Linked DNA regions of Mus musculus: region 2 is linked to region 1. The links are chromatin contacts, called in public promoter capture Hi-C maps. All regions are on one chromosome and are shown on one strand. The core of a region is the stretch at or near the end of the contact, and the rest is flanking DNA. Distances in the headings are between cores, read along the strand shown. Region 1 has its middle 32 kb from the start of Gm40689. Region 2 holds the start of 4930533K18Rik (RIKEN cDNA 4930533K18 gene).

Region 1 (6,574 bases), core at 1,934-4,433:
TGGGATTGTGGTATATACTGATGGATCAAAAACTGGCATAGGTGCCTATGTGGCTAATGGTAAAGTGGTATCCAAACAATATAATGAAAATTCACCTCAAGTGGTAGAATGTTTAGTGGTCTTAGAAGTTTTAAAAACCTTTTTAGAACCCCTTAATATTGTGTCAGATTCCTGTTATGTGGTAAATGCAGTAAATCTTTTAGAAGTGGCTGGAGTGATTAAGCCTTCCAGTAGAGTTGCCAATATTTTTCAGCAGATACAATTAGTTTTGTTATCTAGAAGATCTCCTGTTTATATTACTCATGTTAGAGCCCATTCAGGCCTACCTGGCCCCATGGCTCTGGGAAATGATTTGGCAGATAAGGCCACTAAAGTGGTGGCTGCTGCCCTATCATCCCCGGTAGAGGCTGCAAGAAATTTTCATAATAATTTTCATGTGACGGCTGAAACATTACGCAGTCGTTTCTCCTTGACAAGAAAAGAAGCCCGTGACATTGTTACTCAATGTCAAAGCTGCTGTGAGTTCTTGCCAGTTCCTCATGTGGGAATTAACCCACGCGGTATTCGACCTCTACAGGTCTGGCAAATGGATGTTACACATGTTTCTTCCTTTGGAAAACTTCAATATCTCCATGTGTCCATTGACACATGTTCTGGCATCATGTTTGCCTCTCCGTTAACCGGAGAAAAAGCCTCACATGTGATTCAACATTGTCTTGAGGCATGGAGTGCTTGGGGGAAACCCAGACTCCTTAAGACTGATAATGGACCAGCTTATACGTCCCAAAAATTTCAGCAGTTCTGCCGTCAGATGGACGTAACCCACCTGACTGGACTTCCATACAACCCTCAAGGACAGGGTATTGTTGAGCGTGCGCATCGCACCCTCAAAGCCTATCTTATAAAACAGAAGAGGGGAACTTTTGAGGAGACTGTACCCCGAGCACCAAGAGTGTCGGTGTCTTTGGCACTCTTTACACTCAATTTTTTAAATATTGATGCTCATGGCCATACTGCGGCTGAACGTCATTGTTCAGAGCCAGATAGGCCCAATGAGATGGTTAAATGGAAAAATGTTCTTGATAATAAATGGTATGGCCCGGATCCTATCTTGATAAGATCCAGGGGAGCTATCTGTGTTTTCCCACAGAATGAAGACAACCCATTTTGGGTACCAGAAAGACTCACCCGAAAAATCCAGACTGACCAAGGGAATACTAATGTCCCTCGTCTTGGTGATGTCCAGGGCGTCAATAATAAAGAGAGAGCAGCGTTGGGGGATAATGTCGACATTTCCACTCCCAATGACGGTGATGTATAATGCTCAAGTATTCTCTTGCTTTTTTACCACTAACTGGGAACTGGGTTTGGCCTTAATTCAGACAGCCTTGGTTCTGTCTGGACAGGTCCAGATGACTGACACCATTAACACTTTGTCAGCCTCAGTGACTACAGTCATAGATGAACAGGCCTCAGCTAATGTCAAGATACAGAGAGGTCTCATGCTGGTTAATCAACTCATAGATCTTGTCCAGAAACAACTGGATGTATTATGACAAATAACTCAGCAGGGATGTGAACAAAAGTTTCCGGGATTGTGTGTTATTTCCATTCAGTATGTTAAATTTACTAGGACAGCTAATTTGTCAAAAAGTCTTTTTCAGTATATGTTACAGAATTGGATGGCTGAATTTGAACAGATCCTTCGAGAATTGAGACTTCAGGTCAACTCCACGCGCTTGGACCTGTCTCTGACCAAAGGATTACCCAATTGGATCTCCTCAGCATTTTCTTTCTTTAAAAAATTGGGTGGGATTAATATTATTTGGAGATACACTTTGCTGTGGATTAGTGTTGCTTCTTTGATTGGTCTGTAAGCTTAAGGCCCAAACTAGGAGAGACAAGGTGGTTATTGCCCAGGCGCTTGCAGGACTAGAACATGGAGCTTCCCCTGATATATGGTTATCTATGCTTAGGCAATAGGTCGCTGGCCACTCAGCTCTTATATCTCACGAGGCTAGACTCATTGCACGAGATAGAGTGAGTGTGCTTCAGCAGCCCGAGAGAGTTGCAAGGCTAAGCACTGCAGTAGAAGGGCTCTGCGGCACATATGAGCCTATTCTAGGGAGACATGTCATCTTTCAAGAAGGTTCAGTGTCCTAGTTCCCTTCCCCCAGGCAAAACGACACGGGAGCAGGTCAGGGTTGCTCTGGGTAAAAGCCTGTGAGCCTAAGAGCTAATCCTGTACATGGCTCCTTTACCTACACACTGGGGATTTGACCTCTATCTCCACTCTCATTAATATGGGTGGCCTATTTGCTCTTATTAATAGAAAAGGGGGAACTGTGGGAAGCCGCCCCCACATTCGCCGTCACAAGATGGCGCTGACATCCTGTGTTCTAAGTTGGTAAACAAATAATCTGCGCATGAGCCAAGGGTATTTACGACTACTTGTACTCTGTTTTTCCCGTGAACGTCAGCTCGGCCATGGGCTGCAGCCAATCAGGGAGTGATGCGTCCTAGGCAATTGTTGTTCTCTTTAAAGAGGGAAGGGGGTTTCGTTTTCTCTCTCTCTTGCTTCGCTCTCTCTTGCTTCTTACACTCTGGCCCCATAAGATGTAAGCAATAAAGCTTTGCCGTAGAAGATTCTGGTTGTTGTGTTCTTCCTGGCCGGTCGTGAGAACGCGTCGAATAACATTCAGGAAGTCTCCATCTTAAAGATACTTTGAGCCCAGGACAGCAGGAGTTCTTGGGTGCTGAGCTTGTAGTCTCGTGTATAGAGATTTGCAGTGACTTCCTTGTACCTGGGATTCCTTTAATCTGAATAAAATTTGCTCTGAGGAAAAGCCTGCTGAGGTCATGGAAATGGGTAACTAAGGCACATTCTAAGTACCATGTGACTACCCATTTCTAAGACCAGGTATTCATGGGAACCAAACTATGTGGACAGCCTGTACTTCTGAGGTAAGCCAAGGGACAAGTGTTCCTCAGCTTCCACAGACTTCATGACATACAGCTTCAGGAGTTTATTCTCGTACCATTCTGGAGGTCAGACGTCTCAAACGGGTCCCCGGGTGGGGGACGGCTTTAGGGGATAAGTTGTTCATATTTCCCCAGCTTCTAGGTGCTGTCTACAAGTGTTACTTTGTAGCTCTGGGATCTCTGCATTCAAAATCACACTACCTTCACTGTGACCGTTCCGCTTCTCTTGTGATGACTCTGAGCTCAGTCAGCTAATACAGTACATTTTCACCATCTGACGTCTATTTATCACGTTTCAAAGTCACTTTTGTCAGGTATGGGGACCAGAGATGAGACCGTGGGCGTGTCTGGGGTGATGTTATCCAATCCACTGTGGCCTCTAAAGACAAAGGGTATTTCAATCTCCCAAGGTTTCAGTCCTTCCTCGCCTCTGTGCCTTCTCCTCTTCTACACCGCCTCTCCCGTTCTTGCACTCAGTTCTTTATCTGGATTCCAAGCCTGAGTCATCGTTTCTGGGCTCGCCTTTCCTCCCACGGGCACTAAGACTTTGGTAGCTGGGCTCTGCTTCCAGACACTCTCCCTTACTCATCCCTGCGCATCTGGCGCCACTGCTGGGGGACCCACTGGGAAGCTGGGTGCCTACTCAGAGATGTTTGCGTCAGGCTCTCAAGGCAAGACTTAGTCACTGAGATCTTTATTTGGGCCATAGGATTGCAAGTTTTTGATTGCTTAACTTGGGGAGGCTGAACCTAAAAATAAAGGAGTCTGTTCTTTCTGGCTGGAGTTTTGGAGGCATTCTGGTAACTGAGGCAGGTCGGGGACAGAGTGTGGGGGATTTCCTTGCCACTTGAACGGTAAACTCATCCAGTTCCACAGGATCTAGAAAATGTATAATTGCTGCTTTGCCACACCTTTAATCTAAAACCTTCCAAGAAGCACAGGTTAACAGGCTCAGATTCCAATGGGGGTGTTCCTGCGGGTGGAAAGGGCAACCATGTAACTAAATAGGAAAGACAAAGAGAAATGAAACTCTGGGTGTACAGAGGCTTGTCTTTCCCTTCCACAGCTAAGACAGATATCACTCATCAGCGAAGCATGGCTCCCGGCCACGCCACCCTTAAGGGCTTTGGTGGGAATTCTTGCCAGACACTACCATTCTGCTAAAGGCAACAAAATGAAGCTGTGTGAAATGTTCCCACAAGACAGTCCTTGGCTCTCTAGATCCCTGCAGGCAAGCACTAAGGGTTTTTCTTCTTCTGACTGCAGTCCAGCACAAAAGAGATGAGATTGCAGTTTCTGCAGCTGGGAGAAGGCTCAGAGGAACAGATTTCTCCTCCTCCCTCTTGTCCATTGGAAGACTGGGTTGGGGAAGCTGTCATTTGCTGCCTTCGGCTCCTCCCTGAGTAATGGGTTTGTGTGTGTGTGTGTGTGTGTGTGTGCGTGTGTATGTGTGTGTGTGTTTTACCCCCTTCTCCTCTGTGAAACCTCTGTGCTTTGAATTCCTGCATTAAATACACAGCCCAATTTTTGACATGATTATTATCATTATCATCACCATCGTTGTCATTGTAGTCCTCGTCGTTGTCATCATCATCATCATCGTCATCATTTTTTGACTAAGTAGCTCTGGATATTTCCTCAAGAAGGAATGCAGCTATATCCTCCAGAGCTCCCTTTCCAGAGAAGGCTTGACAGTGTTGTCAAACTCTTCAGAGGCAAGGAAGCATAAGAAACAGACTCATCCATACCTGTCTCTCTATCACCTTATGGTTTCTGCTCACAGTGCGCAAGCAGCGCAGCAGCAGCAGCAGCAGCGTCAGAGGTTAGCAGACACCCTACTGTGTTTTGACAGGTGCTTCTCCATTAAGGCTTCTGATTGCCTGGCCTAATTGGGGGCTACACTTCTGCTCCACAAACATGGCTTCTCTGCTCCTCCCTCCTTATATCAGGGCTGCTGGTGAAGAGAGAACTCTGAGCTCAAACAGCTCTGTGACAGACAAGCCAGCCTGGCTGACATGGGAGGAGAAGATAGCAACTCCAGGCGCTGTGCAATTGCTCTCTATTCAAAGAAAATGATCTATGTGGCTTGCAGCTGGTTCCCAAACATCTTAGCTAGGACCCAGGGAGAGTGATCGCTTTGGCACCCAGCCATCTGGAGCCTGCAGAGTCCTGGGAGAGGTGGAGTCAAAAGGGAAGACCTCTTTAGTATCTCCATCACTCCAGTGCCATTCTCAATCCAGTCACTAACCCAGCTGCTGGCTCAGCACCGAAGCACACTCGTCCTGAGTTGTGTCCCAGTGGCTTCCTTCAGACTGGGCTTTTCAGCGTAGAGACGAGCCGACAAATCGCCTTCCTGTGCTGGCACGCCCACCTGAGTGTTTCCTCTCTGGCCCCAAGTGCACAGTCCTGTAGCGGTCACACTGCATGCACAGGAGCCTAAGTCAGAAATGTGCTGACGATTTGTTGTTGCCTGCACTGACACCCTGGTAGAGCCAAGGTAGAGAGCTGCTGCCTACATCCTCTGAACCGGAGCTCCAGGGTAGAAGGGCTTTGAATCTCAGGCAGGGGGAGATTAAGCTGAAGAAGCCCAGAGATGGAAAAGAGATCTGCGACCCAGCTGAGTTTAACGGGGCCAGCCCCTGCCCAGCCCCCACTGTGTCACCTATGTCTTAGGGCCTCATAATTCTCATTTAGAGAAACCAAAGTATAGGTCTTTGGGTTTCTTTGTTTGTTTTGTTTTGTTTTGTTTTGTTTTGTTTTGTTTTGTTTTGTTTTGTTTTGTTTTGTTTGAGACAGGGTTTCTCTGTGTAGACCAGGCTGGGCTCCAACTCAGAAATCCACCTGCCTCTGCCTTCCAAGTGCTGAGATTAAAGGTGTGCACCACCACTGCCTGACCTGTTTTTTTTTTTTAATTAAATGCCATTATTTCTGTTTGAGAACACACTTTAAAATAGGAAGGCATGAAAGAATATAGGTGGTCCATCCATGCAGCCAGAAGAGTAATGTCATCTCAGCCTGGAAAGGTGAAACAAAATATGATAGACTTGCCTTTAGCCCTTCATTTCCTTCCTGGTCTCCAAGTGGCTGTCTCTCTCAACTCTGCAGCCTGCAACAGTCCAGCTCACCCTCCTGGTTGATTTTTAAGCTTCTACCTGTAAGTAGGCAGTATATAGAGGATGCTTAATTAGAGCTGACACCTATATGATAGCTATTATTCTTCACTTCTGAATCTTTTTTTTTCCTTCTCATAGTATGTGTTTTGGTTTTCTTGTTGCTGTGTTGATTCTACACAGATCTCTAGAGAGCTGGTTCACTCATTTTCAAGCCATCTACCGTGGGTTTTCTAAGCCTACACCTTGTCTTAACAAGATGCCAGTGATTCGGCAAGCTGCCCTTACCATCCCTGAGACACTGCTGCATCATCTGGACTCACCCTGTCCACCTTCAGCCTCTTCTCTTGGGTCTAAGGTTGGTGTTATGGGTTATACTGTCAACCTACAGGATCTAGAATCACCTAGGAGACATGCCTCTGGTCAGGCCCCTGCTGGATCATCTGGTCCACCTAGATTAGGCTTGTTGAAGTAGGGAAAAC
Region 2 (6,574 bases), core at 1,187-3,686, 70 kb after region 1:
TTTTTAAATTAAATTTTTTTACTTTTACTTTTTATTAGATTTTTTAAATTTATATTTTAAATGTTAGCCCCTTTCCTGGTTTCCCCACTGAAAACCTCTTATCCCCTCCCCCCTCTCCCTGCTCACCCACCCACCCACTCCTGCTTCCTGGCCCTGGCATTCCCCTACAGGGGAGTAGGAGAGATAGACCCTTCACAGGACCAAGGGACTCTCCTCCCATTGATGCCCAACAAGGCCATCCTCTGTTACATATGCAACTGGAGTCATGGGTCCCACTGTGTGTAATCTTTGGTTGGTGGTTTAGTCCCTGGGAGCTCTGGGAGTACTGGTTGGTTCATATTGATGTTTCTCCTATGGGGCTGCAAACCCTTTCAGCTCCTTGGGTCCTTTCCTAGTTCCTCCATTGGGGATCTTGTGCTCTGTCCAATGGTTGGGCTGTGAGCATCCACCTCTGTATTTGTCAGGTACTGGTAGATCCTCTCAGGAGAGAGCTATAACAGGCTTCAGTCAGCAAGTACTTGTTGGCATCCATAATAGTGTCTGGGTTTGGTGACTGTATATGGGATGGATCCCCAGGTGGGGCAGTCTCTGGATGGTCATAGCTTCAGTCTCTGCTCCACATTTTGTCGCTGTAACTCCTTCCATGGGTATTTTGTTCCCCCTTCTAAGAAGGACCGAAGTATCCCTTCTGCTTTAATGTCATGTGTTTCAATTTAGATTATGAAAGTGAATTTAATATCACTTCCTCTTCCTCCATCACCCTCTGAACAGCCTAAGAGTTCTCCTTTCCTTCCCTTTAAACTTTAGCTTCCCTATCATGGTCTGTGCATCTTTAATTTGTTTTTGTTTTTTTTCAGATTTGTAAATAAAACTTAAGTTAGCATGCAGAATACTGGGTTTCAAGATGGCATTTTTTTACACCCATTAATTCTGCTTTGCTCTCTTTCCTATATAATTATCTTTAAATCAGAGTCCACACGTGGTGCTTATGGTAGTTGTCTTTATGAGTCTGGCTTATTTCACTATTAATTCTTGCATACCGATTTTATTTTTCCTTTGGTTTTTTTGTTTTGTTTTGTTTGTTTATTTGGTTTTGGTCTTTGAGATGGGGCCACAGCTTGCTCTGTGACAAGGAAGACCTTGAACGTCTCTTCCCCTGCCTCTGCTACTTCACTGCTGTGATTACAGATGCGTGAACTAACATACCTGGTTATGCAAGTTGGGGATCACACTCGGGACTTCCTGTACGCCATGCAGCCACGCCACCATCCAACTCACGTTCCCAGCCCTCGTGTGTTTGCTCGGTATCCTGCAACTTCACTGAAAGAGTTTGTCAGACCTGTTCAGCATTTTCTGGTGGATTCTTCAGGGGTGTTTGAGTATTGGAACATGGCATGTGCATAAGACTGCTTTGGCTTTCTGTATTTAAATGTATTTATTGGCTTCTTCTGCCTTACTATTTCATACAACTTCCAGTAGGATCCTGAGTATGAATGGAGAGAGTAGGCACCCTTGTCTCATTCCTGGGTTTCCTCTAAACATTTCCACAGTCAGTATAATGTTGGCTATAGATTAGTCTTTTTTTTTTCCCCAAAGATTTATTTATTATATGTAAGTACACTGTAGCTGTCTTCAGACACCCCAGAAGAGGGCATCAGATCTCATTACGGGTGATTGTGAGCCACCATGTGGTTGCTGGGATTTGAACTCAGAACCTTTGGAAGAGCAGTCAGTGCTCTTAACCGCTGAGCTATCTCTCCAGCCCTAGATTAGTCTTATATAGCCTTTGCTGCCTTGAGGTGTGTTTCCTCTGCTTCTGGGTTTTTTTGGAGGCTTTTACCATAAGACCTTGGTAAACTTGGTCAGTGACCTCTTCCACAATGATAGGGTCCTATGATTTCCATCCTCAGGTCTGTTAATGACTGTGCTAAAATCTTGATTTGTGTTATGTTGAACTTTCCTTGACCCCTGAAATGATACCCACTTGGTCATGAAGTATCACCTTAACGTGTTATCTAATGTGCTTTTCAAGTATTCTGAAAAGAATTTTCTTTCCCACCTGAGCTTATCAGGGACATTGTTCTATGTTCTTGCCATGGCTGTTGGGTCCATGTCCATGTTGGGTGCTGGTTTTGGGCAAAGGCATCTTTTCTGAGAGAAGAAGCCTTATCTCTAGAACCTGCAGACAGGTTAGTGAGGAGTAATATCCACATACACACATATGTGGGTCATATCCACAGGAGGTTTTACAAGGGGTGATGTTTGTATCTATTTCTAGGCTTCCTTTTTTTAGGTAACAAACGTATCACCAGAGCCAATCATCAAGCGGTTCAGTGTTCCTGCATGATGTCAGGTGATGCTCAGAAAGAGAACTCCATTGTGAAGTCACAAGGACTCTTCATGGTTCACCAGATGAAGTCTCAGAACTTAGAGAATGCATTCAGATACACCCTGGATTATATATAAGATGCTAAATTGAAGTCTTGATGTCCTCCAGCTTCCATTTACTAGACCAGGGGCAGTGGCCAGGAATGAACCCTATGGAGCATCATCCTTGGAACCAGGTCACTTGATGAACACAGTCTGTAGCTTCAATGACTGGCTTAAGGTGATCACCCAAATTCTAAAGTCACAGTGCATCTCTAAAGTGCAGCAATGCGTGCTTCTCTAGGTCTTCCCTCCTTGGTCCTAAAGAGCCACTAACCACCAAACACCGCTCTTGCTGCCCAACTGTACTTCTTTATGAAGTGTATGGCTTGTCCTGCAACCTGTTCTGGGTTCTACTCGGAGTCCTATCAACATTCTCTACTTTGGATCAAGCTACTGAGGCAGATTTTTTTTTCCCCTACAAGGAGCTGTTTATGTGATTCAAGTGTCAATTTTGACTCCCTGGCTTCTCACTATGGTCCAGATGTGAGCCTGTCCTTCACATGATCCTTAGGAATTCTTAAGTTAAAAGTTCCCCTCCATCTCCATATTGATGGTACTTTCTGCTGCATAGCCTTGTCTCTACTCTTCTTATCATACTAAGATTTTATTGTAAATCTCGTATAATTTTTTTAGTGACTTCTGTCTTAGTTAAGGTTTTACTGCTGTGAAGAGACACCATGACCAAGGCAGCTCTTATAAGGACATTTAATTGGGTCTAGCTTACAGGTTCAGAGGTTCAGTCCATTATCATCAAGGTAGGAACATGGCAGCATCCAGGCAGGCATGATACAGGAGGAGCTGAGAATTCTACAGCTTCATCTGAAGGCCGCTAGCAGAATAATGGCTTCCAGACAACTAGGATGAGGGTCTTAAAGCCCACACCCACAGTGGCACACCTACTCTAACAAGTGCCAAGCATATACAAACCATCACATCTTCCTTATGTCATGTCTTTCTAGAAACAACTCTGCAAGGAACATCTGGAGGACATATGGAGAAACAGATACTGCTATAATCAAAATTACTTTTGGCCTCTGAGTTCAACTATTTGGCTTGACTTGGCTTGGCTTGGCATGGCTTGAGAACCAAGCTCCCTCTTCTGGCTACCGAGTCTTTCCTGCCCAGGGCTTCGTGAAACAGTCCTCAAGGCTCCAAACAAATCCAGCTCATTGTCAGAGTTAGGTTTTGAGGGTCTGGCCCCGGAAACATTTTGGTCAGGAAGGGAGCCCACATGACTGATGGATGACTTTATATCTCACTATCTGACCATGGATGTTTGGTTGATATTCAAAAAAGCTTCTTCTGATGCTTCTGGAATATTGTAATCGTAACCATCTTTAAAAGCTGTTTCTTTAGAGGTGACATCTTTGCAGGTCCTTATCCTCCCTAAGCTGGTCTAGCCTTAGCTAATGCTTCTTATGAAAATTCATCTGAATTGAGTGATGGAGCTTGGCTTAAGCTAGTATCCGGCCTGAAGAACTGTTAAACTTTTCCTGGTTAAACTTCTCTTACATTGGTCTATAGTTGAAGGTGGTAGATGACACACGAACTCTTTCATTGTCTCCTTCCATCCGTGTGGATGTGGCTGGAGTTAAGCCTCAGGTGACACAGACTCTTCAAACTTTGAGTCCAGTTGATGATCTGAGGAATCAAAGACAACTTAAGTGATACAGAGGTCTGAGAAGCACCAATGACCTAAAATTTCAGTCATCCTTCAAGGGGAAGTACACACTATACTGTTTGGAAGTTGTGGTCATGTCATCTTTCATGATTGGGCAAGCCTGCTTTTGTACACAAAAGAAATGTAGGCCCAGTAAAGTTAAGTTCAAGTTCTGAGGAAGGGCCCTCACTAGAAGCTCAGAAACCTGAGAGAACACACCCTGTAGTGACTTCAAAGACTTTCTTGCTGGACTTTGGTTTTCTGGGAGCCAAGGCATTCATAGGATTCTGGCCAACAAAAGAAGTTGGTCTCAGAATCTCAGACTTTCATTCCTGGTGAATTTCCACACAAAGCATCAGAACCATGTTTTCATTTTAATTAGAAGAGTGATTCATGACCTCAAGGAAATAAAACACTTGAAATAAAACACAGAAGACGACAAAAGGCCCTGTCGGCTAGTGAGAGCCACTCTCAGTGCGGGTTCATTTTATTTTAGCACTTTCTGTGGGTCTGAACTGAAACACAGGGTTCTGCCTTTTGACAGCTCAGAAACCGGATCTGTCTTATAGTGATGACTTGTTAAAACATTAATCTGAGGTGTTTGTCTCTTACTTAAAGGCAGGTGTATGAAATAATGACACATTTTGAAAGCATCAATCACAGATTAGATGACTATGGACTAGACCAGACCACAGGTGTCTGCAGAGCTCAGTTTGTATTTGAGAGGATCTACCTTGGCTTTCTTATTGCTACATTGTATTCAAAGAAAAAACACTTAGCACCCAAGAACAATCAAACTCTTCATTCCACTGTCTCTGCTGACATCATTTAGAATGAACTCTCTCTCAAAACCTTTTGCCATCCCATGCCTCCAAACCTGGTCCTTATTCCTCCACCCCCACCCCCACTCCCAACCCCCCCTACCCCGTCCCCCCATCCTGCAATCTGCATTTTTCCCCAACTGGGTAAACTTCCCAAATTACCCTTTCTTAGGCACTATCATTCCTCCTAAAATTATTAGTTTTGAGAGTGAAAATAGAAAATGACACCTTTGCAGATGCAGAATGTTAACAATCATTCCACTTTCACCGTCTCTGATCTGTTTCGTGCCTTGTACTCTTTTCTAAGTGCTTTCCCAGAGAACCATCTTTGGTACAATATAGGAAATGGGCTTCAAAGTGCTCACAAACACTAGCAAGGTGCTCTCAATCACATGAGGGTTAAATACCCGAGGTTGGTGTCTTTTAGGGGTGGGGGTCTTGGAGAAGTCAGAGAACTTCCAGGGAGAAAGAGACAAAGCAGGAACTGGAGTTGTGGCTTAGTGGTTAAGAACACTTGCTACACTTGCAGAGGACCCAGGTTCGGATCCCAGCACCCACACTGTAGAGCCCACAGCTTCTGGGGATTCAATATCCTTTGCTAGCCTCTGTGGTACCAGCATGCAGATGGTGCATAGTTGTAAATGCAGACAAATACTCATACCCAAAAGATATTTTTAAAGACAAAGGACAAAGCAGAAAGAAGAAAGGAAGAAAAAACAAAGAAGCCAAATGTACTATGTTTTGAACACTAGTCAGAGCTGGCAGTCTCCTATAAAGTGTCTGTTACCACACAAGGGCTTCATTCTTTCACGATGGAAATTACAAGAGTCCCCGACTAATTACCTACAAACCTAAATGTTAATTTGGTAGAAAACAGGGGCCTTATCCCCTATACTTGTTCTGCAAATTACAGTAATCATACAGAACCCCCCAGGCACATTCCTTCCCATCTCCCTCCCCTTTGTCTTCTATAGAACTGTTACTCGGGAGAGGAACAATAGCCAGAGGTGGGCTAGGAGGGCAAGGAGGATGCTTAATGCAGACAAACACCAGCCACATCTCAAGCCCAACTTAACCTGGAACAGCAACAAGAAAGGGAGCCAGCAGGGTGGAGAGACACCCCCGCCCCAGCACAGTAAGTAATAATAAACTCCCCTTAATTTCAGCTAGTTCTCCCCATCTACCCCTCTGAGTACCAGGAGGCTAGCACTCAGCCCAGCTTGGCACCCTTCCTAAAGACACAAGCAGCAAGAACGGAGCTCCTACCAAGAAATGCTTCATCAGCAAACCAATGTTCTTCAGTCACTCCAGTAGCAAAGCGAGTGCCTTTTCTGTGGCGGTGTCATGAATGTTGTAGTAGTTCCTCAAATTTAATTTAATAGAATTTAATTACACATGGGGGCTGAATACTTTTTAAATGAATAATTATTGTTATCCCGTCAAAAGGACGGTATACATCTCTCAGTCCTAACTGGTACCCAAGAAGGCTAAGAAAAAACACTTTAAAGACAGAATTGCAGTTGAAACGAACTGAGAGAAAGCTTCCTATAGGTGCAGTTGCTGACTGATCTGGGTCCACAAATATGTCTACCAAACCTTAGACAAGTGAAGAATAATTCTCAAATAAGTCTCCACTAACCTACGATGATCATCAGCCTAATCC

Evidence for each region. Promoter capture Hi-C pulls out the DNA fragments that hold promoters and counts their contacts.
Region 2: a promoter capture Hi-C map of 3T3-L1-derived adipocytes shows a contact between it and region 1, with 4 times the contacts expected there. The contact joins the promoter of 4930533K18Rik here to the enhancer-like site in region 1. A contact is called at or near these places in 6 of 39 promoter capture datasets (the 3T3-L1 cell line, 3T3-L1-derived adipocytes, cranial neural crest and 2 more), 1 of 15 datasets of contacts at CTCF or cohesin (the NIH/3T3 cell line), 10 of 484 Hi-C or Micro-C datasets (the HL-1 cell line, adipose-derived mesenchymal stem cells and embryonic stem cells), 5 of 115 datasets of contacts at active chromatin or transcription factors (embryonic stem cells and heart atrium) and 1 of 9 other capture datasets (embryonic stem cells).

The regions. Positions count from the first base shown.
Region 1 is chr10:70,795,843-70,802,416 of GRCm38.p6, forward strand. No RefSeq gene overlaps it. Among named protein-coding and RNA genes, the nearest start is that of Gm40689, 32 kb to the right of the region's middle. Within about 2 kb of position 3,184, at least 89 of the 459 cell types and tissues checked have an H3K27ac peak or open chromatin away from gene starts, as enhancers often do. A contact at or near this core is called in 3T3-L1-derived adipocytes, the HL-1 cell line, the NIH/3T3 cell line and 1 more, where this site is marked.
Region 2 is chr10:70,866,205-70,872,778 of GRCm38.p6, forward strand. It overlaps 4930533K18Rik (RIKEN cDNA 4930533K18 gene), which reads left to right and starts at 2,437. Exons shown (of 6, transcript NR_166097.1): 1 at 2,437-2,608; 2 at 5,886-6,046.